4 separate regions of the Mus musculus genome follow, and regions 1, 3 and 4 are each linked to region 2. A link is a contact called in public Hi-C, HiChIP or PLAC-seq and Micro-C data. All regions are on one chromosome and are shown on one strand. The core of a region is the stretch at or near the end of the contact, and the rest is flanking DNA. Distances in the headings are between cores, read along the strand shown. Region 1 has its middle 15 kb from the start of Rbx1. Region 2 holds the start of Tef (thyrotroph embryonic factor). Region 3 holds the start of Ccdc134 (coiled-coil domain containing 134). Region 4 overlaps Xpnpep3 (X-prolyl aminopeptidase 3, mitochondrial).

Region 1 (6,794 bases), core at 2,223-4,722, 330 kb before region 2:
GTCCATCTATAATGTGATTCAGAGATCTCTTCTGGTGTGCCTGAACACAGGTACTCATATATAAATTCATTTTTTTTAAAGATTTATTTTTTATATGAGTGCACTATAGCTGTCTTGAGACACACCAGAAGAGGGCATCAGATCCCATGACATGGTTGTGAGCCACCATGTGGTTGCTGGGAATTGAACTCAGGACCTCTGGAAGAGCAGTCCGTGCTCTTAACCATTGAGCCATCTCTTCAGACCCCTAAATAATCCCTAAATAAATCATTTTAAAAAAAAATTTTTTTTTGAAGACAGGGTTTCTCTGTATAGCCCTGGCTGTCCTGGAACTCACTTTGTAGACCAGGCTGGCCTAGACTCAGAAGTCCACCTGCCTCTGCCTCCCAAGTGCTGGGATTAAAGGCATGAGCCACCACCACCCGGCTTAAAATTAAAAAAAAAAGAAAGAAAGAAAGAAAGAAAGAAAGAAAGAAAGAAAGAAAGAAAACATCTACAGACTTCTTATTTGGTCAACCATGGAGACCTAGACCTAAATTAAAGTCCCTGGCCACAGGTCATAGTCTACTAGGGGACTTGCTACAAAGATGAACAGGTAAATAGCTGAATATACTGATTCTGTAGAGATACACAGGGCCTGGGTCTGAACTTGATCTCAAGGTACCCAGCCTTTCCTGCCTCCTGACAGTGGTGCCTGGACACTCTGCTGCATCTGCCTTCTGCCAGGAGGGCAGGCATTCTTGTGCATTTCCTTACTTGGCCTGGGAGACCTGGTCTTTCTATGTAGCCACAGCAGTGTCCTGGATCACCTGGGCCTCTCCATCTCTCTAATGCTGGAATTACAGGCACCATCCAACACCCTTGGCTCCTGCCCTTTGGTGATTTTAAACTACCTGTAGGCTAGGCAAGCACTCTGCCACTGAGTTCATATCCCCAGTAAGCCCACGCACCCCTTTAATGCTGAGACAGCGCCTCAGGTTACTGAGTGCTGGGCTCATGTAGCCTGTACCATCCATCATAGCCAGCTGCCCAGCCTTTCAGCAGTCAGGAGGCAGAGGCAGGTGGATCTCTGTGAAGCCAAGGCCAACCTGGTCTACTTGATGACTCTCAAAACTACAAATAAATCAACAAAATAACAGGGACTGAAGAGATGTCTTGGTAGTTAAGAGTGCAAATACATTCACAGGACACAGGTTTGATGGCCAGCACCCACACAATGGCTCACAATCATTATCTATCTCCAGTTCCAGGGGATCTGTCTGAAGCCCTCTGCTGGTTTCCATGGACACATGTGATGCACATATATACCACAAGCCAAACATAATAATGATGGTGATGATGATAAACAACATTCAACTCAACAAAACTAAAAAAAAAGAAAAGAAAAGAAAAGAAAAAGAAAGAAAGAAAAAAAAAGAGAAAGAAAAAAAAGTGAGCTGATTATAATCTCAGCACTCTGGAGCCAGAGGCAGGAGGCGCAGAAGTTGAAGATTTCATTTGCAAAAAGTTTGATGAAAATATGAAAATTATACTATATGAGATTTGTCCTAAAAAAAATGAAAGAAAGAAAAAGGAAGGGAGGGAGGGGAAAAAATCAAAATTGCAAGATGGCTGAGCTTACGGTAAGGACCCCTCCCAGCACCACCCTAGACAACCTGAGCTGGGTGTTCATACGGATCTGCTAGTTGTCCTTTGACCTCCTCAGGTGTGTCGTAGGCACAGTGCTCCCCCTCAATAAAACGGCAATTTAGAAAAACTAAAACAATTTTTAATTAAGATAAAAAAAATAATAAACCTAAGTATCGATGAGGGACTGAGATCAAGCGACCTCCCTAGGGTCACACAATCCTCCACGGTAGGCCTGGACTTTAGACCGAGTTTTATCTACTTCCAAGATGGCTCATTTTCGCCAGCTGTGGTAGCAAGAGCGAATCCCAGAGGACGGCTGCGGTCAAGCCCTCTACAAACAGTTACAAGCTACACAAAGGTCAGGCCTCCTTATTAATCAAGAGCTTGGCCAAGCCTCCAACCACCCCAGTTTAACGAAGCGCCTTATTATTGTTGACTTGGACACTCAACTCTGACCTTCCCTATATTAAGAACCAGAGCTCTGAAAAACAAAGCAGAGATAGAACAAGCTGAAAACAAACGGGTAGGCGGTCATGGTCCTCACGGCTTCGCTCGACAGCTTCTCCCCTAAGGAAACGGAAAGGGAATGTCTGGCTACAGCCGAACTGAAGTCTAATCTGGATTGTAGATGATGTCGCTTCAAGAGGTAAAGCGCGAGGTGAGGAGGAATCAGAACACCAAAGACGTGGGGAGGGGAGGGGCTTGGTGTCAGTGGTGGGACTGCACCTGAGCCTATCAGCTTTGGAGTCAGGCAGACACTGGCTCAAACACTGCATACACCTGTAACCACAGCCATTGGGAGGTGGGGGCAGGAGGATTGCAGTTCAAGTTCACCCTCAGCTGCATAGTAATTTGAGACTAAATTGAGCTACATCAGACCAGACTCTGAAAACATTAAAAAAATGGGAGAAAACAACACTGGATGGAGTTGCCTAAAAGCAGTGGCTGCTGCCAGACTGCGGCGGCAGATGCCTTTAATCCCAGCACTCCAGAGGCAGAGGCAGGAGAGGCCAGCCTGGTCTGCAGATCAAGTTCTCGGACAGTCAGGGCTACACAGAAACCCTGTCTTGGGAAAAACAATAACAACAAAAGCAATGGCTATTCTTGCCAAAACCTAGGTTTGATTCCTAGCACATGCGCAGTGTGGCTCATAAGCTGCCTGCCTGCAACCCCAGTTCTAGGGAAACACTTAAGTTTCAGGCAGGAGATTTTCTTTCTTCCTTTCTTTCTTTCTTTCTTTCTTTCTTTTTTTCTTTTTTTTTTTTTTTTTTTTTTTTTTTTTTGGTATTTTCGAGACAGGGTTTCTCTGTGTAGCCCTGGCTGTCCTGGAACTCACTACATAAACCAGGCTGGCTTTGAACTAGAGATCAGCCTGCCTGTGCCTCCAGATCTTTGTTTTTTATTTTAAAAATTACATATATGTATTATGCGTATGCCTGTGTGCGTGTGTCCTTGTGCAAATGCCATGGTGTACATGCAGATGACAGAGGACAACATAGAGGACTGAATTCTCTTCCTCTGCTATATCTGGTCCGATGGATGGAACTCAGGTCTCCATCCCTAGTTCCAGGTCACAGAGAAAGTGTCCTTCGTTCCACCTTAAAAGTCTGGACAGGCGAACTTTACACTTGATCAAGAGTGCGTTATCAAGAGGTAGAAGAGAAAAAACAAGGCATCAAGAAAAGGACACCTGTGTGTGGGAACAGGACCAAAGAGGTGTGAGAGGTCATGGAGTCACGTGAGGAATCCTGGGAATCAGAATCCGGAGACAGCATCAGAGTGCAGTGTTTATTGCTTGCACAGCGCCTACGCTTATGTAAGTGTTCAAGCCAATCCCAAGCCCTAAATCCAGGGCCAATAGCATCTCTCGCCACACCATCACCAAGCCCCAATGAAAGCCCTGCCCTATAAAGTTACTCAGAAAAGCAGAAGGGGGAGGGGCGAGGCATGGTCACCTGTTAGGACTTCAGGGAAGATGTGGCAGCAGCGGCTCCCCTGGCCTTGGTTTCTTTTTGCTATCTCACGTGTGTTCCGGGAGCCATCTAAGATCGAATGCCGTGCACTGGTCGCGGAAGCCTGTAGCGCCTCGCTCAACATCCCACGTTTTTCTTCATAAGGTTGCTTTCCATATCCTCCACACCTGTGTCTCTTCCCAATTGGATAATCTGTAAAGAACTGGCACACAGGAAGTGGGAAGGGGCAACCGTTCTGGACATCCAATTCCTAGAATAAACCAATAAGTCTTTTGTCGGCTTTATTGGACCGGGAAGATTAAAACAATTTCAGTTACATACAAGTCTTACAAAGTAGAAGAGATAAAAAAATATTAATCCCTTGCCCTAAACATGAACTTTATAGGTTTTGAGTTTTAGAGGATTTAGTTTGTTTAGTTAGTTTTGGTTTCTGTTTTTTTGTTTTGTTTTGTTTTGTTTCTTCTTTCCAGACTAGGTTTCTCTGTGTAGTCCTAGCTTTCCTGGAACTCCTTCTGTGGATCACACTGGCTTCAAACTCACAGAGATACACCCTGCCTCTGCCTCTGCCTTCTGGTATTCAAGGCAAGTGCCAGCACTGCCCGGCTGAATTTTATAGCATTTGATAGGAAAGACTCATACTTGGTATTTCTTACAATGGCAAGCGCCTTTACCACAGAGCCAGCTCACTAGCCCCGACTCATACTTTTTTTATTTTTTCCAATTCTGTTTTCTCCAGTGCAGAAATATTTTTATCAATTAATTATTTTTAATTTAATTAATAATATATTTTTATCAATTCACACTACTTTGTTCATTGCTCTGGGTTTTTTGTTTGTTTTTTCTCTGCACAATGAGACCGATGGGGTCTCACTATCTGGAGGCAGGCTTTGCATGAACTCTGAGCAGCCAGACCACAGGCACTCACCAAGCACCTTGCCAAGATGAGCTGGCCTAGAATTCAAGGGCAGTTTCTCGGTCTGAGAATCAAAAAATAAGTTCCCCAACTAGGTGTAGCATGATAAACCTGTAAACCTAGCATGTAAAAGGTAGGATCAGGGGTCAGGAGTTCAAGGTCATCCTGGGTTACTAGAGACCTTGTCTCAGGAAGAAAAATAATGTTCCATGACCTGGGACACTGCGCCTGATGTAGCATGCTCTCTGGTGCCTTCCCTAGTTCTCTAGTGACAGGTCCATATGGCCCCTGCTCCTCATTTCTGGAAACCCTTTTTATTTGATCCCATTTCACATCTTCAGAAATTTCTTTTCTTTTCTTTTCTTTTTTGTTTTTTTTGTTTGTTTGTTTTTTTGTTTTTGTTTTGTTTTTGAGACAGCAGGATTTTTTTTCTTGACTGTTACTCTCCCTCAAGCTCAATTCAGGTCCAGCCTCTCCCACTGACCACAGTGTTCAACCAAATAAATGATAATATGCACCCAGTTCCTGGTTTCCAAAACCCATCAGGGTAAGGTGTCAGGCGTTGCTGGGCGATGATGGGGTGTATACCTTTAATCCTACCATTCAAGAGGCAGAGGCAGAGGCAGGCAGCTCTCTGATTTCAAGGCCAGCCTGGTCTACAGAGTGAGGTCCAAGACAGCTAGGGCTACACAGAGAAACCCTGTCTGGAAAAACAAATACCCCCCCCCCAAAAAAATGAAGGAGGAGAAGGAGAAAGAAAAAGAGGAAGAAGGAGGAGAGGAGGAGGAAGGAAGAGAAGAAGAAACAGAGGCAAGAGAGAGAGAGAGAGAGATCCCTAAGAAACCTGGGACAAGAATTCTCCCAGTCCTTCTCAGCCCACTCCCTACCCTAACCCTCTCCAGCCTAGAGGTTGGGCTTCCATGGCCCTTACCTTCTGCGTCCTTATGTAGGCCATTTGTCCATGTGCTTTCTTGGTTCCAATGTGCTATCTTGGCCTCTTGGTTCACTCCTCTCGTGTCCTCTTGCTGCCTGTCTTAGTTAAGGTTTTTTTTTTTTTGTTTTTTGTTTTTTTTGTTTTTTTTGTTTTTTTTTTTATTTATTTATTATATGTGAGTACACTGTAGCTGTCTTCAGATGCACCAGAAGAGGGCATCAGATCTCTGTTACAGGTGGTTGTGAGCCACCATGTGGTTGCTGGGATTTGAACTTCGGACCTTTGGAAGAGCAGTCGGGTGCTCTTACCCCTGAGCCATCTCACCAGCCCTTGTTTTTTTTTTTTTAAAGATTTATCTACTTATTTTATGAGTACACTGTCACTCTCTTCAGACACACCAGAAGAGGACATCAGATCCCATTACAGATGGTTGTGAGCCACTACGTGATTGCTGGGAATTAAACTCGGGACCTCTGGAAGAGCAGTCAGTGCTCTTAACCTCTGAGCCATCTCTCTAGCTTATTAGTTAAGGTTTTATTGCTGTGAAGAGACTCATGACCCAGGCAACTCTTATAAAGAAAAACATTTAATTACAGCTGGTTGACAGTTTCAGAGGTTCAGTTCATTATCATCATGGCGGGACGCATGGCAGTATCCAGGCAGACGTGGTACTGGAGATGAGAGAGTTCCATGTCTTGATCCATAAGCAGCCAGAAGGGGACTTTCTTCCCACAGGCAGCCAGGAGAGACCACGGTTTCCACTGGGCGGAGCTTGAGCATAGGCACCCTCCAACACAGTAGTGGACTCTGAGGGTGGGCGCCTATGTTCAAGCCACACCTCCAACAAGACCACACCTCCTAACAGTGCCACTGCCCATGGGCCAAGCATTCTCAAACCACCACACTGCCCTCTCTCCTCTTCCTGCCCTCTCTCATTCTCCTCCAGCCCCTCTGCTCTCATGGCCCAGTGTAGTCTGGACCCTTCCAGGTGCCTCTGGCTGCACTCTCCCTCACATCTTCAATAAAACCCTTCTCCACAATCATAGCTTGCATCGGCCATGTCTTCATTTTCATTTAAAAGGGATATAGGTGTCTAAACATGTCAGAGGCAAGGGAGAATTTGTCTTGTTTGAGACAGGGTCTCCTGTAGCTCAGGCTGACTTTAAGTTACTTTGTAGTCCAGGCTGACTTTGAACTCCTGAGCCTCGTGCTTTCAAACGCTGGGATCCCATGTGGGTACCATGTGCTGGGCTTCATCTGTGATAGACAAGCACTCTACCAACTGAGCTACATTCCCCTACCATTTTGGTTTTGGTTTGGTTTTGGTTTTTGGTTTTGGTTTTTT
Region 2 (7,001 bases), core at 1,840-4,339:
AACCATGGTAAAGGAGAACAGACTTCCAAGAGTTATCCTCTAGCCTCCAAACGTTTCCTATGACATGTGTGCGCACACATATTCGAGCACTAAATAAGTGATTAATTCAAAGCTATTATTAGAGGCTAGGGATGTACCTCAGTAAGTAGACTGCATGCCTAGCACGCACAGAGCCTGGGTTTGATCTCCTGAACTCCATAAATTGGTGCTGGCAGAAGGACATATATTCAAAGCCATCCTCAACTACATATCAAGTTCAAAGCCAACCTGGGATCCACGAGACTCTATCTCAATCAAACAAACAAACAAAAAAAAAACTCAAAAAATTTATTGATACAAAATAGTGTGCTGCTACATCCTACTTTTCTTTCTTTAAAGACAGGGTCTCACTATGTAGCCTTGGTTGTCCTGGAACTCACTCTGTAGACCAGACTGGCCTGGAACACATAGAGATATACCTGCCTCTGCCTCTACCTCCCAAGTGCTGGGATTAAAAGTGTGCACCACCACACCCAGCTGCCACATACTTCTAAAGTTTAACCAGGTACTAACATGTTCCTGTGAGGGAGTCTATTTCTATACAGGGCTTTCACACTATGGCAATTAGCAAACTATTTCTCATAGCACTTACTCCTCTACTCTGTCACAGCTGTCACCATAGCAATGACAGGAGACAACAGCAGAAAAGGCAGCTGGGGTTCGTGAGGTCAGCTGGAGAAAGAAATGTCCCTGCCTTCAGGGTGGTGTGGATTGCTGCCATCCCCCACAGTTTGCAAAGAAGCACTAGAGGGAATATGCCTGTCATGCTCCTTCGGGAACATCCACCTTTTGATTATCCAGGGGAAACTCAAGTGTCTCTAGACAAGAGACTCAAAGCTACATCAGTTTCTGAAGCCTAGGCCTGTTACCTTCCTGCATCCTAGTCACCTGCTTAGGTAAGCTGTTCCAGGTTGGTGGTCCATCATCCATTTGTGGGGACTATTGCTCAAAAGAGAGGGGGAGGGTAAGGACAGGGGAAAGAGGGGGAAGGAGATGGAGAGAGAGTAAGAGCAGGAGTGAGAATCTTCACTTCTCCCATGTGTCATCTTCCTTATAGACAGGCAAGATGTGCTCTTACCTTATCAGTCCTCCTCTGCCACACTAGGAATTGTTCTCCTTCTCAACAGTATAAGAGTTAGCCATGAAAATGTACATTTCAGTCTAGTCTAGACAGTTCCTCTAGAACCAAATCACATGGAGATTTCTACTTCTTTTAAAAAAATATTATGTTACATTTGTGTGTGCAAGAGGAATTATTGTGTTCATGGAGGTCTGAAGACAATTTTTGATTTAGTCCCTCCTGCCATCACATGGTATGCAGAGATTGAACTCTGGTTGTCAGACTTGGCAGCAATCACCTTTACCCCATGAGCCATCTTGCTCATCCAGCTTTTCTTTTCTAGAGTTTCATATGTTGCTTCATTTTCTTGGAGTCACTCTTTCAGATTTACTGCTAAAAACCTCTAGGCCAGTTTCTCCTAAAGAGATCCTAGATACATAAGATTCCTCCTGACAGGTCTGCAACGCCTGGGTTTCCTGTGCAGTTTCCTTTCTCCACACTGGATTTATATCCATCAATTTTGATTAAATTAGGAAAGATATTTGCATGGGAACACCGTAGGCTACATCCTGCTTTCTCCCCATTTGACAAAAAGGAGAACAGACTGGAGAAATGGAACAATGGGCTAGAGGATTCAGGTTCAGAAAACGATCAACATCACAAAATCTTGTATTTTAGATTCACAGTCCATCACTCTATTCCTAAGGCTACCCAACGTCCTTTAGCCGCTTCCTTTGGGCTTACTCAGCTAAATTTCTTTTTCCTCAGGTCCTAACACAATCCATGCGCTTCTAGCTGTCTATTGTGGTGTTCTGTAACTACCGCATGAACCACAGGCTGCCTTTCCGCCAGACTCAGCTCCTCCTTCCGAGGCAGGGAGCCATGGGAGGGACGGAGGGACAGAGTATAAACAAGCCAAGTCCCTGCCCCTCTGGGAGCTTAATCCCTGAGCGTCTAGTATTGTCTGGGCTTGAAGCCGAGTATGACTTGTACTGCAAAGAGGTACAAAGTTCTGCGAGCCATCTTGAAGGTTTGCACACCCCTTCACGGCTCACAGGTTTCCTAAGGAACCCAGAAACTATGTTTTGTTTTGCTTTTGACTCTAGTTCAATGTTGAATTTTTAAGACTGAGGAAATGGGCTCCCGTGGAGCAACTGGATAATTCCCAAGGTCACAAGCGAGCAGCTAGTAGTACGGAAGTCTGTCCGGACCCTGGTTCGTGGATAGGTTTCAAGAATGCGCTCTCCGTACTAGTGTTTATTCTGCAACCACGCCCGCTCCCAATCCCTAAATCAGTGGGCAACCTGACACCCGCTGAAGCAGCGGAGCTTGGGACCCGCCTGCCCTCCGCTAACCTCGCGCGGAGCGTGGGAGGAGCGCTGGCTGGCTACCCACGTCCCAGTCCCCTTACCCCCGGGCAGAGTCCGCCAAACAACACAACAGGCCAGTCCTGGCTAGGCCTAGGCCAGAGCCAGCCCCGCCCCTCTCCGCCCCTCTCCGCCCCTCCGCGCCGCAGCCGCACGTGCAGAGCCTCGTGCAATCGCGCCGGCCCCGCCCTCTTGCCCCATTGGCTGCCGCGAGCCTTTCCCTCACTGCCCCGCCCCGCGAGGCTCCGCATCTGCTGCCGCTCCACGTGACCCTCGGGGCTGGGCCGTCGCGCCCCGCTCCGCCTTCCTCTGAGGTGGCTTCTCCGAGGGAAGGAGAAAAAGGAGGCTGCGATGAGGTGGGAGGAAACCTGTAGTCACGAAAGTGGTGGCGAAAGGGACGCGACTGACCAAAAAAGAACAGGGGGGCTCCGCAGAAGGGCCCGACGCTCCCGGGCAGGCGGAGCGATACTCCTCACCTGGCCCAGCACGTGTCTACATCGTTTGGTTCTCACAGCCAATCCTAGCCTGAAGAGCTGTGCCCGCCCTTACGCAGCGCGCACCAATCGGAAGCCACGCTATGGGACCGCTGGCCTGGCCTTATGAATAATGAATGAGACGGAACCAGTCCGCGGGAGGGGTGCGGATGGAGAGAGGTGGGGGTGCAGTAGCGCGTCTGCGCAGTGCTGCCCGTGTCAGCAGCTGCGGCGGGTCGAGCCGCTCCGGCCCGTCTCGGGGTGCGGGCGGGGGAGGCGAGGCGCACGAGTGGGGCGCAGGGCACGATGTCCGACGCGGGCGGCGGGAAGAAGCCGCCTGTGGAGCCTCAGGCGGGGCCGGGCCCGGGGCGTGCAGCTGGAGAACGGGGCCTGTCGGGCTCCTTCCCTCTGGTCCTGAAGAAGCTGATGGAGAACCCCCCGCGCGAGACGCGCCTCGGTGAGGGGGGGGGGCTCGCGCGTGTCTGGGGGCGGGGTTTCTGTAAAGGCGGGGCCTTGTGGGGGCGGGCCGGCCCGGGCCGGGTCAGAGGTCAGGGTGAAGCGGTCCAGTGGTGTGGTGTTTATGCGGGCCCGGGCATGACTAGGGGCCTGCTGGACTAGGCCTCTAGCCCAGAGAGAAAGTCAGGGGGTGATCTGGAAAGGACAAGTCAACAGAACTTTGCAAGGAAGCCGCCACTTAGAGGGGGCTCCAGTGGGGCCGCCTGCATCCAAATCCTGAGGATACTGCTTGCCTTCAAATGCGGGTTCCTGGACCTCACCTAGTCTGCGGATCTTGAGACAGAGCGTGTATTTTAAGAAACACTCCACTGCACCCTCGTGGGTGCAGAGTTCACCACCAAAGTTTGAGAGGCCCTGATCAGTATAGCAGATGGCCTTTGTATGTCTTTGGTCCGTCCTGGAGGAAGACGATTCCTCCTCTCTACGAGTGGACAGTGAGCAGGTCCACGGTGGTGCTTTACTGGAAATGCATCCCTGGGAGGTGTGGATGGAGGAGGCAATTTGAGATGAGGGTCGGTAGTGTCTCCCAGTTGTTTTTAAATCAAAGCCTGGTTTAAAAAAAAATTAAGGGAATGAAGGCTGGGCAAAGTAGGGCTGTGATGAGGGTTAGAATGTGGCCACTCAGGTCCTTCTCCTGGTTGATTGTTGGGAATCACAATAGCAGGACCGGGCTTCATCGAATTGCCCAGGCCACAAGAGTCCCTGGGGCCTGGTGTGGAAAGCAGACTTGGCCTGGGTATTTGGCCTGGAAGAGCAGCAGGACTGCCACCTATTGTGGGGTTTTAGGTCCATTGATGTGTGCTTTCAGTCTGAGATCTTCAGATTTCCAAGAGCTCAGCTTAATTAGGGTATCTGGGAAGGACTTGGCTGTTTGTGGATTGCTTGTATCAGGGATCTCATTTCCCTTTCTAAAATGCTGTTGTTTCTTTCCTTGGGTGTGTTCTGGGGCTGCTGTGCTTATGGTTGTCCCTGTTACGTTATAAATAGCTTCTGCTCATCAGGTGAGGCTAGATTCTCTCCTCCTGCCTCAGGACCTCATGTGCACAAACGCTTTTGTTTGTATGAAGGTGATGACTCCATCCAGATCTGAGTGTAAGACAAACTGCAAGGGCTGGTGCTCACATCTGGCAGCTCTTGCCTAAGCTCACCAGAGAGGACCAGGCCATACTGGGGTTTTGCTTTGCATTTGCCCACACTCACAAAGCATTTTGACATAGTCTTATCTTGTTTGGGTTACTACCTCTCCACTTCTAGGTGAGGAAAGTTGAGACTCCTGAGAGGCATAGATGGTTTCTCAAGGTCACATGGGTGGGCCTTCTGGCTCTTGGTTTGGTGTTCTTTCTGTTGTATGAAACTGACAAACCACTGGTGTCAGTCCCTGTGATTTAAGTCCTGGACACGTCGGTCATTTACCTTTTGAAATTAATTTAAAACTTGACCTTACAAACACTGGATTGTGATAGCCTGACTGATTGTAGTGGTGCTTGTTTGCAATCTCAGCACTGGAGAGGTAGAGGCAGGGGGACCACTAGTTCAAGGTCATCCTCTGATGCACATCAAGTTTGAAGTCACCCCGGATTTCATGACCCTATCTCAGAAAATCAGGAAAAAAAATGTTTTAATTGCTTTAGTCAGGCAAAATGAGGAACTTCCTGTTGCTTGTCCTTCTGTCAAGCTGCTTTTTATCTCCTTGCTTCTCTTACCTCTTTTGATCCCAAGTGACCCCACCCGACTGGTCCAGTCGTTTCTGAACAGAATGTGGACTCAGAGAGACCATCTGGCCCACCCAGCCCATAGGCTGGGAGTTTTGTTGCCTCCCAGTTGTTTTTAAATCAAAGCCTGGTTTTAAAAAATTAAATTAAAAAGGCAGCCATAAGAATTGATGTTAAATCATATTACAAGCTATGAGCAAGTTGTGCTTATGAGAATCTCCAACTCACGGGGTCTGGTCATTGTTCTTGGACTAATGGCTCCCTTTTGGCTGTCTGCTCTTGGGACCCAAGCATGGCTGGTTTTCCTCCAACATAATAATATTTGATGTGTCTCTCTTTTTTTTTTTACTTCTAAATCCAGGGTTCAAAGTTGTCTCCTTCAATTTTGAAAACCTATTATGAACGTGTCATGATCATCTCCCACTTCTCTGATGAGCCTCTTTCTCACTCTGATTGCCTTCTTGTCTTGTCACATTTCTCTGTATTTTTTTTTCTTAATTGCCCCCTCTTGGATATCCATGCGCATAACCTTTTGACTAAGACATGGGGGATTTGGTCTTCACTAATTGATTAGCTTTGCTTTGAATAGAAGCAGTCTTTCTTCTTCAGCTCCTCCCTTCTCCCTCCTCCCAGGAAACCTGCCCCCAGTCTTTTCTGCTTACTCAGGGATAAAGCCTTCTGAACTGAGCTCTGAGAAGAGCTCCAGAGCCTCTCATTGCAGTCACCTGAAGCCAATTTGTCTGAAAGTCCAGTGTTCTCCAGGCATTGCACAGGCTCCCACAGCCATTGCTTAGCCTCTTTGTTGGCCTCTGAAATCTGGAACTGAATGCAACACAGTCCGTGCCCTCAGTGAGCTCATAGCAATAACGAATGTGTACTGTGTACATGCACTTGGTAATAGTCATTTTCACATGCTGTCTCTGTTCTTCACAAAATAGGCGACAGTGAAACACACTCAGGTTAAGTAACATGGATCTGGTCACATGTCCCACAGCTAGTGGGTAGCAGCCCTGGGTTGCTATGGAGAAACCTAACTGCAGGGGAAAGGACGGGGGAACCTAGAAGTTATTGGCTTGGGGATCTCAGCCCTTTCCATACTAAGATATCAGTAAAGGTCAGAAGCATCACTTCCTTCCTCCTAGCCTCTCCTATAGATGCCTGCCCACAGTCTATTTTGTATTAACTCTGGGACCTCCTCATGCCTCAGAATATGCAGCTAGCATTTCACAAAGGCCAGACACAGAAGAGAATGTAGTACCACTCCCCAAGGAGACCAGCCTGCTTAGTTCATCAGGGTGCAGTGAGAAGACAGGATGTGTTCTTGAAACATATATGTAGGGTTTGGATGGAAACAGGCCTCTGAGGAAGATGGGTCTTCTCCAAGGCTCACTGACGCCATCATGGGATAAGTTACTCTCTTGTGTAGTGTCTCATCATAGATTTTGTTTGCAGATAAGGAAAAGGGGAAGGAAAAGCTGGAGGAAGACGAGTCAGCAGCAGCCAGTACCATGGCCGTCTCTGCCTCCCTCATGCCACCCATCTGGGACAAGACCATCCCCTACGATGGCGAGTCCTTCCACCTCGAGTACATGGACCTGGATGAGTTCCTGCTGGAGAACGGCATCCCTGCCAGCCCCACCCACCTGGCACAGAACCTGCTGCTGCCTGTGGCAGAGCTTGAAGGAAAGGAGTCTGCCAGCTCTTCCACGGCATCGCCACCATCTTCCTCTACTGCCATCTTTCAGCCCTCGGAAACCGTGTCCAGCACAGGTTGGTGACACGACTCTGGGAAGGCCCACCTGTCTCAGCTAAGGTGCCCACTTCCACCTGAGTC
Region 3 (6,659 bases), core at 1,622-4,121, 320 kb after region 2:
AAGGTGGAAGCTCTGGCCACTGAAGCCACTGGGAAATCAAAAGAATATGGGAGGTGAGGGACAGTTAGAAAGGGCATAACTTTCCTGTCCCTTCTTCTTCAGGTCCAGAGCATGGGTCTCCTAAATGACCAACACATGACCCAGACCTTGCAATCATCTTTGGAAGGCCTTTGCTCCCGCACCTTCCCAGCCCAGCCACTCTTTCAAGACATGCTGTATCCTTTCTTGCCCTGGGGCCTTTGGCCTGGGCAACATCACCAAAGCCACAGAGATATGTAGCAGTATTGTCTTAGTCAGGTTTCTATTCCTGCACAAACATCATGACCAAGAAGCAAGTTGGGGAGGAAAGGGTTTATTCAGCTTCCATACTGCTGTTCACCACCAAAGGAAGTCAGGACAGGAACTCAAGCAGGTCAGGAAGCAGGAGCTGATGCAGAGGCCATGGAGGGATGTTACTTACTGGCTTGCTCAGCTTGCTCTCTTATAGAACCCATCTTATAGAAGATTGCCGGCCCAGGAATGGCAGGCACCACCCAAAATGGGCCCTCCCCCCTTGATCACTTCTCAGCCTTATTGCTGGATCTCATGGAGGCATTTCCTCACCTGAAGCTCCTTTCTCTGTGATAACTCCAGGTGTATCAAGTTGACACAAAAAATCAGCCAGTACTCAGCCCAAGTAAGGAGCAGTAGTGGTTGGTAAGTCCCTAAAAAGGCCTAGGTTGAGACCAGTCATGACAGCACATGTCTGTATATCCCAGCACTTAGGAAGCTGAGAATATTATAGTGCTGGTGTGTGTGTGTGTGTGTGTGTAGGAGAACTTCCTTTTTTTTTCAATCCTAGTTTATTTATTTATTTATTATTTATTATATGTAAGTATACTGTAGCTGTCTTCAGACACCCCAGAAGAGGGTGTCAGATCTCATTATGGATGGTTGTGAGCCACCATGTGGCTGTGGGATTTGAACTCAGGACCTCTGGAAGAGCTGTCAGTGCTCTTAACCACTGAGCCATCTCTCCAGCCCAAGAACTTCCTTTTTAAAAAGATTTTATTATTTTTATGTACATGAGTACACTGTAGCTGTATTGATGGTTGTGAGCCATCATGTGGTGGCTGGGAATGAAGGTTGCCCACTCTGGTGGGCCTGGCTTGCTCCAGCCTCAAGATTTATTTATTATCTAAGTACACTGTAGCTGTCTTCAGATGCACCAGAAGAGGGCATCAGATCTCATTACGAATGGTTGTGAGCCACCATGTGGTTGTGGGATTTGAACTCAGGACTTTTGGAAGAGCAGTCAGTGCTCTTAACTGCTGAGCCATCTCTCCGGCCCCAGAGGAGAACTTCTTAGCCCTACTGGCTACTCCCCTGGCTATCTTCTCTTTTCATGGAACAGTTCTCTGTTATATGCCAACTGCTGGTCCCAGTTTTGGAGTCCGTGCCACCAATATTAGAAGTATTCATACTCTTCTCTGACCATTGCTACCCTTCTGGGGTTCTGTGATATCCCTCCCCTCCCCCTTCAGCTCTGTTTCTCTTTTATTCTCCTCTCATGATTCACGCCAGCTGCCTCGGAGGTGTGTCTGTTTCCCAGGCTCACATCAGAGGCTGAGCCTCAGGACATAAAGGCCCAGAAACAGAAAACAATGAGACCTGCAGACAAATTCCGGGCATAATGGTTGAGGGGGAAAACAATATCAAGCCTCTCTCTGGAGCTATTTTACACCACAGTGGAAATGGAATTGGGAAATAAAATAATGCATTAACATTCCTGTGTGCACTTTCACTCTGAGCTCATCTTCCTGGAACTTGTTCCTCAGCTACACAGCTGGACACTGGCTTGTTTCCGCAAATGATGGAGACAGACTGGAGAGTGAGAGCATTTAAGGAGCATGTGCACCAGGCAGTAGTGGCACACGCCTTTAATCCCAGAACTTGGGAGGCAGAGGCAGGCGGATTTCTGAGTTCAAGGCCAGCCTGGTCTACAGAGTGAGTTCCAGGACAGCCAGGGCTATACAGAGAAACCCTGTCTCAGAAAACCAAGGGTTGGGGCCTGAGCATGTGCAAAGTGCTTCATAGTTGTACATAGAGAACATGAAGAACCCCTGAGCTGGGAAGGCCCCAACATCAAGGGCCCCAAGCCTTGTGGTTGGACTTTGGAGAAGCACTTCACCTCAAGTGGACATGGGAAGAGGTACAAATCTCAGGGGGGAATAAAATCAAACCCACTTCAGCCTCTCTGGCTCAAGCCTTTTCTATACTCACGTGGGCAATGGTCATTTAACGTCTACCATCGCCGGCTACTGGCAGAAAACTCTGCCCGCACCTGTTTGTATATCAGCCCAGCCTGGGCTTTGCGTCCTAACTGGCCACTCCGCCGGTCTTCCCCGGATCTAGCTGTCCTGACACCCTCAATCCCTACCCCGGAGCAAAACAGAATGTCTACGAACAGAGGAAGAACTCTGGTTTAGAAATCAGTGAACTGGATGGACAAGTCGGGGTTGCCCGTGCTCCGCACTACCATAGGTTATGCTGGTTCCTTAAAAAGTTCTTTGGATCTTGCGAGCTGAGGTTTAAAATAGACTCAGATGAGACATCAGGCACTACGCTAAAAGCGCCGGGCAGCAAGGGTTTCGGGCCGCGGTTTGCTGACGCGCTTTCAGCAGGGTAAGGGCCCCATCGTAGCTTAACTTCCTCCAACTCCACCAGAACCGAGATCATCAGCGTGCCGGGCGACGGCTTCTCCCAGGACCACGCCGTGGCTGACAGCTGCAGCGACACGCGCCAGAGCACAGCGGGGCGGGGCCGGAAGTGAGGTCAGCGGAGCGCGGCGTTCGCGGCCCGGTCTCATTGGTCAGGAGCAGCGCAGTAGGTGGGCCGGCCGCTTGTCGGTCTCCTAGCACTGCTGGCCGGTTGCTGTAGAGTTCCGCGCCTTGCCAGAGTTGGGTGCTTCCGGCTGCTCGCCAAGGGGCTGCTCCCTTCTCCCTGCACCGCCGGCCGGGGTAGGTAGTGGTGGGGGTGCCGGACTGTACTGTAGGCTTCTTGGGAGGGGAGTGCGGAGCCCCCCGCACTGCGTACGGGTTCGGGACTCGGACACCTAGAAAGGCTCGCTTGCCCCTCCGAAGCTCCAAGGCGCGGAACCAAAACCCCCGCCCGGCCACTACCACAGGCTCTACAAGACGAGTTCGGAGTCGCTTGCCGAGTCTGAAAGAGCGCTGGGGACGCTTGGGACAGAAGCGAGATTTAGAGGCCGAAGAGTAGAGTATCAGTCATGAAAACCAGACCTGTCCCCCGCGGTCCGCTACTTTGCTTTCCCACGTTTGTCCTGCTTGAGTTATCCTAGGTTGTCTGGTAAATTTGTTTCCCTAAGTTTTGCTGTGGCCTGGTTCAAGTTCGCTTGGGTTCTGGAACATGAGACGGAAGGTGGACGGTCCTGGATAATCTTTGTTCTGTAGATTTCTGCTGTCCCGGCTCCGTGGGGGCAGGGGTTCTCCTAAGGATCTCTCCCAGAGCATCTCAAATTCTGGGTGGGGGTGTGGCCAGCTTTGATATGAGATGCCCTGTGCTTATTTAGAGACAAGACACAGTGCACTGAACTGAGAGTAAGACTCCTGGCTCAGCCTAGGAACAGCTGTAAGACTCTGAATAGTAACTTTTTTTTTTTTGTCCCCCAGTTTCCACATTAGTAAAACAGGGTATCTTTCATCTGAGTATGAGGCCTCTGTTGACTGTCATTTTCCACCCTAGTCTATCCATTTTGGAATTTTAGACAAGGCCTAGATTACTCTCAAACTTAAGGACATTCTCCAGCCTCAACCTCCCAAGTGGTGGGATTAAAGTTATGAGCCACTACTCCCAGCCCCCACATATTAATGTTTCACTTGACCAAATTCTTCTTATCCTTAAAAAAAAAAAAAAAAACAGAGCCAACTGTGTGTGTGTGTGTGTGTGTGTTCCATGTACACCTCAGTATGTGTATGCAGAGGACAGAGATCAATACCAGGTATCTTTAATTGTTCTCTTCCCTATTCGTTGAGACAGGACCTTTTACTGAACCTGGAGCTCCTAGATTCAGCTGGACTAGCTGGCCAGCAAGCTCCAGGAATAGTTGAGTCCCCAACTCCTCAGATCTAGGAGCACAAGCATGCGTTGCACCCAGCTTACTCATGATACTGGGGATCAGACTCGGGCCCTGGTTCGAACTTCACCAACCGAATCCTTTTATGCTTGTATGTTGGTTGATTGTCTCGTACCCATTCAAGCGATAAGGTACAAGTTCAGGGAGTTTGGTTTGCCATACTTCCTGGGTATGTGTTCTCAGCTCTAGAACTGCGTGGAACATTGCTTGAGCAGTAATGGTTGGGCTGTTGTTGGAATTAGGGACAGATGCTGCACATGTAGTTCCCGGGTGAATGGGTACAGTCTCCAAGTCTTCCCTGCTTCCCTTCTCATGCTGTGTCCCTTCTTTCTGATGTCAGAAGAAGTTGGAGGAGGAGGGAAGCCATACAAGCCTTACATACCTTCTCACTGCCTGAGACTCCTTGGCTGATACCCTCTTAGAAGGCTAGGACAGGGATTTGAAAAGAACCTTAATGCCCAGTCAGCCCCGTTCTCCAGACATAGTACATTGTTCAGACCTGTCGCTCTGCATCAGGAAGGGGACCTCCTATGCCCGATTTTATAGGAAGCTATATTAAGCTATAAGACCTTCCCTGGCTTAGAGAACTGGAGTGCTTGCCCAGGAACAAGGCAGATGTAGTCAGGACTCTAACCTAGAGCTTTAGCCTCAGTCCCTATCCAGTGTTGTAAGACTGGCTAAAGTGTCTCTTCCTTTCTTCTGCAATCCTATAAGCCTGTCTAGTGTGCCTGCTAGTCATTAGTCCTGGCTAGATCTTCAGGGCTCCCTAGAGCTGGATGCTTGGTATTTGGAGGCTGGGCCATGTCTGGGGAGGTATGTTTTCCCTGAACTCACCCCCTGCCCCTATCTTTGGGTTATTCCTCTAGCTCCAGAATCTCAGATATGGACCTTCTTCAGTTCCTGGCAGCCTTCTCTGTCCTCCTGTGGCCTGGCACGGAAGTCACAGGCGCCCTGAAGAGCACTCTGGACCCGAGCCTCAAGATTTGTATCTCTTCGGGGCTTTGGTGGGATGTGAATTCACTGTCTCCGAAGGGCTGGTGAACGAGGTCCCTCGGTGTCCATAACTCCTTGCAGGGCTTCCAGGGCTGAGCAGACGGAGTTAGTAAGAATAGGAGGAAGGAGGAAACACACTCTGCCCATACTGAGCATGTCGGCTTTCTCCCGAGCCTGCTCCCCATGTTAACTGACATTTAGACCCATTTCTCAGATCTGCGAAGGCTTAAGACTGTATGTGTGTGGTACCTGGCTAAGACCTCACACAGGACCTCCAGAACTTTGGGTTGCTAGCTTATCTTGTCTGGTCCTCTGGGCCTTGGTGACCCAAAGATGAGACAAGACCATCTCTGGTTTTGAGGCATCTATAGAACCAAAAAGTATGTGTATTAGTTACTGTTTTGTTGCTTTGAAGAGAAAGAAACCATGACCAAGGTCGCTTATAAAAAGAAAGCCTTTGGTTGGGGGCTTGCTGGTAGCTCCAGAGGGTTGGTTCTTGATCATTGTGGTGGGAAGCGTGGCAGCAGGAAGGCAGCGTTAGCGCTGGAGCAGCAGCTGAGAGATTACATCCAGATCTGTAAAGGGGGGGTGAGGGGTAGTCAGAGAGAGACTGGGCCTGGTGTGGGTTCTGAAACCTCAAAGCCCTCCCCCGCCCAGTCTCACACCACTAACAAAGCCACACCTCCTAACCCTGTCGCTCCCTCACTGAACACTGTCCCCTTTAGAGAACCTCTACCCATCTTCCCATGCTGAAGCCCCGTCCTGCTGTGAGCTGCCCTGCTTCCTGATGCATCTGGGAATGAAACATTTAAATACACCACAGCATCCACACAGATGGCCTTTGTTCCTCTGCTCAGAGGCTCTGATGGATACAGGAGTCTTGGGATATGCACCTACTGAGCAAGGTCTCGAGAACTGAAACTCCAGGAGAATGGTGGGGGCATGTCTGGCCGACGCTACAGTTGAAACAGGTTGCTGGAGGTTCTGGAGCAGTGAGTGATTGTGGAAGATGACAGGGAGATAGAGGGAGATAGGGCAGGTGCCTGGTTTTGGAGTGTTGGGCTTGTTCTCTTTTCTGTGTGTAGAGTCTTTGAGATCTAGAGAAATGGTACATTACAGGACCTACGTATGCCCCAGCCATGACCCTCCAATGCTTTGGAGGCATAGGTTAGGAATGTGTGGGCCCTCGGAGACAGGACCATTGTACTGGCTTTTGTGCTAGCCCCTTAACTTACAGCTGCTAAGACAAGAAGATGTTTGAGGTGAAGCGGCGAGAGCAGCTGTTGGCACTGAAGAACCTGGCGCAGCTGAATGACATCCACCAGCAGTACAAGATCCTGGATGTCATGCTTAAGGGACTCTTCAAGGTGTGTCAGGAAGCAGGGCAGCTCGCAGCAGGACAGGGCTTCAGTTGGAGCACAGAGGAAGGGTTCTCTAAAGGGGACAGTGTTCATCGAGGGAGTGACCCATATGTAGAAGGGTTGGAGTGGGATTCAGGTAACGGGGGCCGGAACTAAGTTGTGAAGATCTC
Region 4 (6,279 bases), core at 2,181-4,680, 380 kb before region 2:
CATTTGTCAGCCTCAGCAACAGTCTCCAAAGAGTAGTAGTATTTCTTTGAGAATAGCATATAACACAGATGTGCAAGCTGTGAGTATATCCAGAGGATATGGCAAAGGAAAAACTTTCAAGGCAAAGGGGAAGATTGCAAAACATTTTGAAGCAATAATACTTGTCCAAAGAATGAAGAACAAGGCTGGTGCCAATCTGAGGTTAGATAGACAAGTTTTACAGGAATATTTTTGCATAAAGTTACAGTGACCTTTTGAAAGTTTGTGGCTCTGGTATCTTTTCTGATAGATACTATCAGGCAATCGTGCATGAGACCCTTAATTTTTATTATTGTGTGTACATGCTGCAGTGTACTTGTGGGGGTCATAAAAACAATTTATGACATTCATTCTCTCCTCCTCTGCATGAGGGATTGCATGGCGTGCACCCTACAGTCATCTCACTGGTCTTTGTCTTACTTTTCAGTTAGAATTGAATTGAACAACTTCATTCGATTCTGGTGACTTTAACAGAGTACATAGTGAAACGGTTGTTACAGTCAAATATATCATCAATTTTAACCCATATTTTCCCACTGATATCATCATACAGAAAAAAAAATAGGACTCTGCTACCAGGGCAGTTTTTATTAACACTTTGTGTTCTAGTGAGACCCAGTGCAAGATGTCAGATCAGCACAGTGCTGATTTCTCTTTCATTGATATCATAACCTTGATTGCTATGTCAAGAGATCAGACAAGCCATAGCCTTGTTGCTTCCAGTCTCCTTGACTTCCTTGAAGGAGGGTTTCTTTTGTGAGTTTCAGCAACCCTCTGAACTGCCATGGAGGTTTCTCAAGAACAGTTAGGTATATGGAGGGGCCCCTGCCTTCCTGCCTTCCCTTCCCACTCTTTCTTTTTCATACAAACGACTGTCATTGATTACAACAGTAAATGCCAAGAAAGAACATGTTTACCCTCACTCCTGGGGCAGCATACCCAAACACATCACGATTGGGTAGGGATCGTTGTCCAATTATTCATGGTCCACTTCTGCTTATTACACCACTTGCATATCTGCTGACAGTGACCCAAGCAAGCAGTCACCCAGGTGCTAAGGACCCTTACTTTTTAGGGCCCTTACTACTTTCTTTATCAGCTACAAAGGCAACTGTGTTTTAGCTCAGTGGTCACATTGTTCTTCCCTTGAGATCTTCCCTCTTCTGAACTCCAGGCTTGGTCAGGAGGCAGAGGAACAGGAAAGTACAGTGAAGCAGGAAAAGCAGGCTTAGGATTAGAGGATGAATAATCTGGGTGGGCTTTGGCCTGCAGATAAGGACTCTGGTTTTCTGATCTCTTTGCCTGGGGAAATTTAGGGCAAGGTACAGTGTTCTGAACTGCAGACGGTTGGTAAGAAGACTCAAATTGGGGGTGTCTTGTTATTTCATTGTCTTGTATGAGGAAGGATAAAGCACTGGTTTGTTTGCATGGTAAAGGAGTGCTCATAGGCAAGGTGGTTGCTGTATCTAAGATGTCTACCTACTAGCATAACCCTGGGAAGAGCAGTGCCTCACAGACAGCCACAGATGCCAGAGCATTACAAAAACTAAGAAAAAATACTTTTAAGACATCAGTTGTGCTAAATCTAGGTCCTCTCTCACTGAACTGTGGCAATATAGAGAAAATATTTATTCTTTAAATATTCCCTGAAAAGATGATTGCTAGGAATTGAACCCAAGACCTCATGAATTTGCTAAGCACATCTACCATTGAGCTGTACCTCCACTACCCTATACATTCTTGAGATGATTCTGTAAATATGTTTGGAAATATAAATTGCTTTTGTTATTATTGTTGTTGGGATTTTTGTTAGTAGTATATTTTATTTTTTGAGACAAAGTTTCTCTGTGTAGCCCTGGCTGTCCTGGAATAACTAGTTTGGCCTCAAACTCAGAAATCAGCCTGCCTCTGCCTCCCAAGTGCTGTGTTTAAAAGCATGTGCTGGCACCACCTAGAAGGTATATAAATTGTTATTGGCTCTTCCTGATGAATCATAATGAGAAAAATGTATTAGGCAAGAGTTCTACAGAATGCCAGTCACCATCAACTTGTTCTCTCTGTTAGATACTCTGCACTTTACCAGGTACTGCAGAGGCTCTTGGATATTTTGTTTTGGGGCCTCGTATATTGTACTCTTAGTCTCCTGAATTGTAAGCCTTCCACATTGGTATAGGCAGTGAGTTCTGACTGCTGTGTGAGTATTAAGTTGTTTCATATTTACTGGTTGGCTTAGTTAGTCCCAGTGAGTACTGGAAGAAGGGAGAGTCTGTAAGTTTTGCATTTTTTTTTTAAATAGAGGAATGGATTTCATATGTTATATGAAATATCACCCACATATTATGAAAAAAATATACCACTATTCGTTTCAATCTTTTTTTTAAATATTTATTTATTTATTATATATAATTACACTGTAGCTCTCTTCAGACATTCCAGAAGAGGGCATCAGATTTCATTACGGATGGTTATGAGCCACCATGTGGTTGCTGGGATTTGAACTCAGGACCTTTGGAAGAGCAGTCGGCACTCTTAACCGCTGAGCCATCTCACCAGCCCTCGTTTCAATCTTTAACCTAACTTTAATTTATATTCCTTTCACAGCAGTATGTCCACATTCTGACTGAGTTTTGTCATTCCTAAGAGACAGCCTAGATAGTATTGTGTTCCTGTGCATTCTAGACCTAAAGAGCTCGCTCTCTACCACCAGGCCTTTTGTACACATGCGTTTTGTAAGAGGTCTTGACTTCTTTGCCAGTGTTTGAGTCAAGAAGTCCTAGACTTTGAAGTTTTCTTCTTCCATTTCTACATTAATGTTCAGAGCCAGTGTTTTAGCATCTGATGATAAATACTAATTAAGTCTTTCTCTTTGTAAATTCCTTTAAGTTCAGATAATATTGAGTGTATCGGCCTTGGGATTTTTGTAACCTGAAGAGTTTGATGAGAGACAAATGACAGGTGTCCTATACCTTCCTATGAACATCAAGTTTTGTATCATTGTTTTTTATAGGATTATTAATATTTTTTAATTATTATTATACATAAGTACACTGTAGCTGTCTTCAGATGCACCAGAAGAGGGTGTCAGATCTTATTATGGGTGGTTGTGAGCCACCATGTGGTTGCTGGGATTTGAACTCAGGACCTTCGGAAGAGCAGTCGGTGCTCTTAACCACTGAGCCATCTCTCCAGACCTTTTGTATCATTGTTAATTAACTGTATAAAAGCTGAATTGGTTTAGAACTATAATTATTGTCCTTATTGTTTCCGGTTTGCATGTGTGCATATGTTTGAGGGGTGTGTGTATGTTGTGTGTGTGTGTGTGTGTGTGTGTGTGTGTGTGATATGCAGATACTTAAGTATTTTAAGTGTATAGTTCAGTGGTTTGAGATCATCACCCAGATTTATCATCTCAAGTAAAAACTCTGTACCCAATGGGCAACTTCCCCTTTCCTCCCACACTGAGACTCTTTTTTTTTGTTTTGTTTTGTTTTGTTTTGTTTTGTTTTGTTGGGTTTTTTTTGTTTTTCGAGACAGGGTTTCTCTGTATAGCCCTGGCTGTCCTGGACCTCACTTTGTAGACCAGACTGGCCTCGAACTCAGAAATCCACCTGCCTCTGCCTCCCAAGTGCTGGAATTAAAGGCATGCGCCACCACGCCCAGCCCTTTTTCTAATTTTTATGAGATTGATTTATCTTTGTTGTTGCTACATGCACTTTTGATGTCATATCAGGAAGAAAAATCATTGGTCAAGTCACTTAATAAACACTTGCTAAGATTTTGTACTTTTTATTTATTATATGTGAGTACACTGTAGCTATCTTCAGACATTCCAGAAGAGGGCATCAAATCTCATTACTCATGGTTGTGAGCCACCATGTGGTTGCTGGGAATTGAACTCAGGACCTCTGGAAGAGCAGTCAGTGCTCTTAACCACTGAGCCATCTCGCCAGCCCTGGATTTTGTACTTTTAAATAATATGTTTAAGTTAGTGTTCCATTTTAAGTATATTTTTGTATATGGGAAGGATCTACCTAAATTTTTGCATGTCTCTTTGTTGGTTTTGTATCTTCTGTAAATTATTGAACTTAAGTTTGTGAAAGGGTCTCAGTAAATAGAGTGTGCTAACTTGAAGCTTTCCAAGTGTTGGGATTACAGATAAGTACTACCATGCCTGCTGATAGAGAAGATCTTAATCTTTTTTTACATCTTTCTGAGGTCCTACAGCCTACTCATGTAATCTACCAGAGGTGCCTTTTCAGTCATCCCTACGTGAGAGACATGCTGTTGTCCTATAATATCAAATAGGCAAGCATCCATGCATTCCTGCATCTTCAGTACGCATTGGTTTGACCAAGAAGGGGCAAGATTATTTCATTTCAAGGCATTAGAGGGTTTGCTCATTTGTTTTCATGCTTGATTTTTTTTTTTTTTTTTTTGAGGTAGAGTTTCACGGTATAGAACAGGCTAGCCCTGAACTCAAAATCCTACTCAGACTTCCAAATGCTGGTCTTAAAATGTATGCACCACCATTCTTGGTTTTATCTGTGGGTATATATGGTAGAATACTCTCTTAATTAATTTTGATAAATACAGCACTTCTTTGTGAATAGGGTGAACACACTTTTAGCCTGATCAGGCCATTACTGGTTAAAGCAAAGGATCTCTCTCATTGCAGAGCATGTTGATACAAGCCTTTACATCCTGCAGTTGGGGGGCAAAGGCAAGCAGATAGCTGTGAGTTCAAAGCTGGCCTGATCTGTACACCAGGTCCCAGGCCATCTAGAGCTACTTTGTGGGATGATGTCTACACAGAGAGAAAGAAATGTCACTCCGTTATAACTAAAACTCCCAGGAAACACTTTTTACAGTGGCTTATAGGGGTGTTGTACACAGTGATCTAGAAAGTGGCTCATTTCCTTCACTGATCTCTCACCCTGTGTCAGCATCAGCTTGTCACTTAGACACTTAGTAATTTCAGTTGTAGTCTCACAGTTCCTCAGATATTATTGTGGCCCAAGTTATTTTGCTTAGCACTCCACCCGTTGACCAAAGAGAGAAGCTCATTTGTAGACATCCTTAGCCTGATTTGTGCCATTGCCGAAGGTGGCAATCACACCCCTGAATATTTAGCAGATCTGTTATCAATCTTCATTCCTTTCCACTCTACTTTCCCAGCTCCTTATGGTTTTCAGATACACTGATTTCAGGGTATCTGCTAATTCAACCCAATCATGGTCTGGTTCACTGCGGGAAAAACTTTTGTTTGTTTGTTTGTTTGAGACAGGATTTCTCTGTGCGGCCCTGGCATGTGCCACACACCCAGCTATGAAAGGTGCTTCTAACTTGAACTCCATCCTTTTGAATGTTTGAGTGACAGATAAAATGACACTGCATTCATTTTCCCTCCCTCTCTTTGCAGGCTTTCATAGAGACCATGTTTGCCAGTAAAGCTCCGATAGATGAAGCCTTTCTTTACGCGAAGGTGAGCTTCAAGGTCCCCATAGGGGCAAACGTAGAGCAAATTTACTGGCTTAAGAGTACATACATTGGCTTGCAGGCAGGCACAGAAATGACAGCATATCCTTCTCAAATGTTAATTTAACTTATTGTACATGTAAAGTGTGTAGTGTTACATTGAAGAGAAGTGCAGAGCAGAGCCAGTGAAAAAAGACCTAACCCTGTGAAAGGAGACCAACGCTGAGTGCATGTACGAGGTAGAGTCAGTGAGTCAGCCTTCAGAGAGTTCCAAAGGTGGCAGAGTTTAGTTTCCTTTTCCATCTGCCCAGAGCATTTCGGTTGATGAGACTATTTGCAAGACTGAAATTAGCCATTTAGAAATATTGTTTAAAAAATAAGCCATATTTTGTTGTTTAGCTGATTAACAATAGCCTTATATGTGTTTTTGGACTCAGCCTTCTTTACAGATTTTTCTCTGTCATCTTCTGGGCTTTCTTTGAAAACTATGTGAAGTTTAAATTACAGGAGATTAAATAATAAGGTTGAGGGTGGGGGCTGGAGGGATATCTCAGCAGTTAAGAGCACTGACTGCTCTTCCAGAAGTCTTGAGTTCAATTCCCAGCAACCACATGATGGCACACAAACATCTGTAATAGGATCAGATGTCCTCTTCTGGTGTGTCTGAAGACAGCTACAATGTTCTCACATAAAATAAATCTTTAAAAAAAGGGAGGGGTGGCTGGAGAGATGGCTCAGTGGTTAAGAGCACTGACTGACTGCTCT

What was found. A called contact is a pair of places that touch in the nucleus more often than the background predicts. HiChIP or PLAC-seq counts read pairs in DNA pulled down with a chosen protein or histone mark.
Region 1: an H3K4me3 HiChIP or PLAC-seq map of bone marrow-derived macrophages shows a contact between it and region 2, with 3 times the contacts expected there. The contact joins the enhancer-like site here to the promoter of Tef in region 2. A contact is called at or near these places in 1 of 484 Hi-C or Micro-C datasets (liver), 3 of 115 datasets of contacts at active chromatin or transcription factors (bone marrow-derived macrophages and embryonic stem cells) and 1 of 9 other capture datasets (macrophages).
Region 3: a contact with region 2 is called in a Micro-C map of embryonic stem cells, with 4 times the contacts expected there. The contact joins the promoter of Ccdc134 here to the promoter of Tef in region 2. A contact is called at or near these places in 2 of 39 promoter capture datasets (embryonic stem cells and hippocampal neurons), 2 of 484 Hi-C or Micro-C datasets (both in embryonic stem cells) and 3 of 9 other capture datasets (adipose tissue, liver and pancreatic islet).
Region 4: a contact with region 2 is called in a Hi-C map of bone marrow-derived macrophages, with 17 read pairs. The contact joins the enhancer-like site here to the promoter of Tef in region 2. A contact is called at or near these places in 1 of 39 promoter capture datasets (embryonic stem cells), 2 of 484 Hi-C or Micro-C datasets (B cells and bone marrow-derived macrophages), 1 of 115 datasets of contacts at active chromatin or transcription factors (astrocytes) and 1 of 9 other capture datasets (macrophages).

The regions. Positions count from the first base shown.
Region 1 is chr15:81,477,674-81,484,467 of GRCm38.p6, forward strand. No RefSeq gene overlaps it. Among named protein-coding and RNA genes, the nearest start is that of Rbx1, 15 kb to the left of the region's middle. Within about 2 kb of position 3,473, at least 98 of the 459 cell types and tissues checked have an H3K27ac peak or open chromatin away from gene starts, as enhancers often do. A contact at or near this core is called in bone marrow-derived macrophages and liver, where this site is marked.
Region 2 is chr15:81,808,325-81,815,325 of GRCm38.p6, forward strand. It overlaps Tef (thyrotroph embryonic factor), which reads left to right and starts at 3,090. Exons shown (of 4, transcript NM_017376.3): 1 at 3,090-3,396; 2 at 6,620-6,937. The coding sequence starts at 3,246.
Region 3 is chr15:82,125,051-82,131,709 of GRCm38.p6, forward strand. It overlaps Ccdc134 (coiled-coil domain containing 134), which reads left to right and starts at 2,872. Exons shown (of 7, transcript NM_172428.2): 1 at 2,872-2,999; 2 at 5,002-5,120; 3 at 6,374-6,495. The coding sequence starts at 5,018. It overlaps Mei1 (meiotic double-stranded break formation protein 1), which reads left to right. Exons shown (of 31, transcript NM_028897.3): 30 at 103-215; 31 at 1,564-1,764. The coding sequence ends at 1,609.
Region 4 is chr15:81,431,256-81,437,534 of GRCm38.p6, forward strand. It overlaps Xpnpep3 (X-prolyl aminopeptidase 3, mitochondrial), which reads left to right. Exons shown (of 10, transcript NM_001347075.1): 5 at 5,459-5,521. Among named protein-coding and RNA genes, the nearest start is that of Gm17025, 13 kb to the left of the region's middle. Within about 2 kb of position 3,431, at least 1 of the 459 cell types and tissues checked has an H3K27ac peak or open chromatin away from gene starts, as enhancers often do. A contact at or near this core is called in bone marrow-derived macrophages, where this site is marked.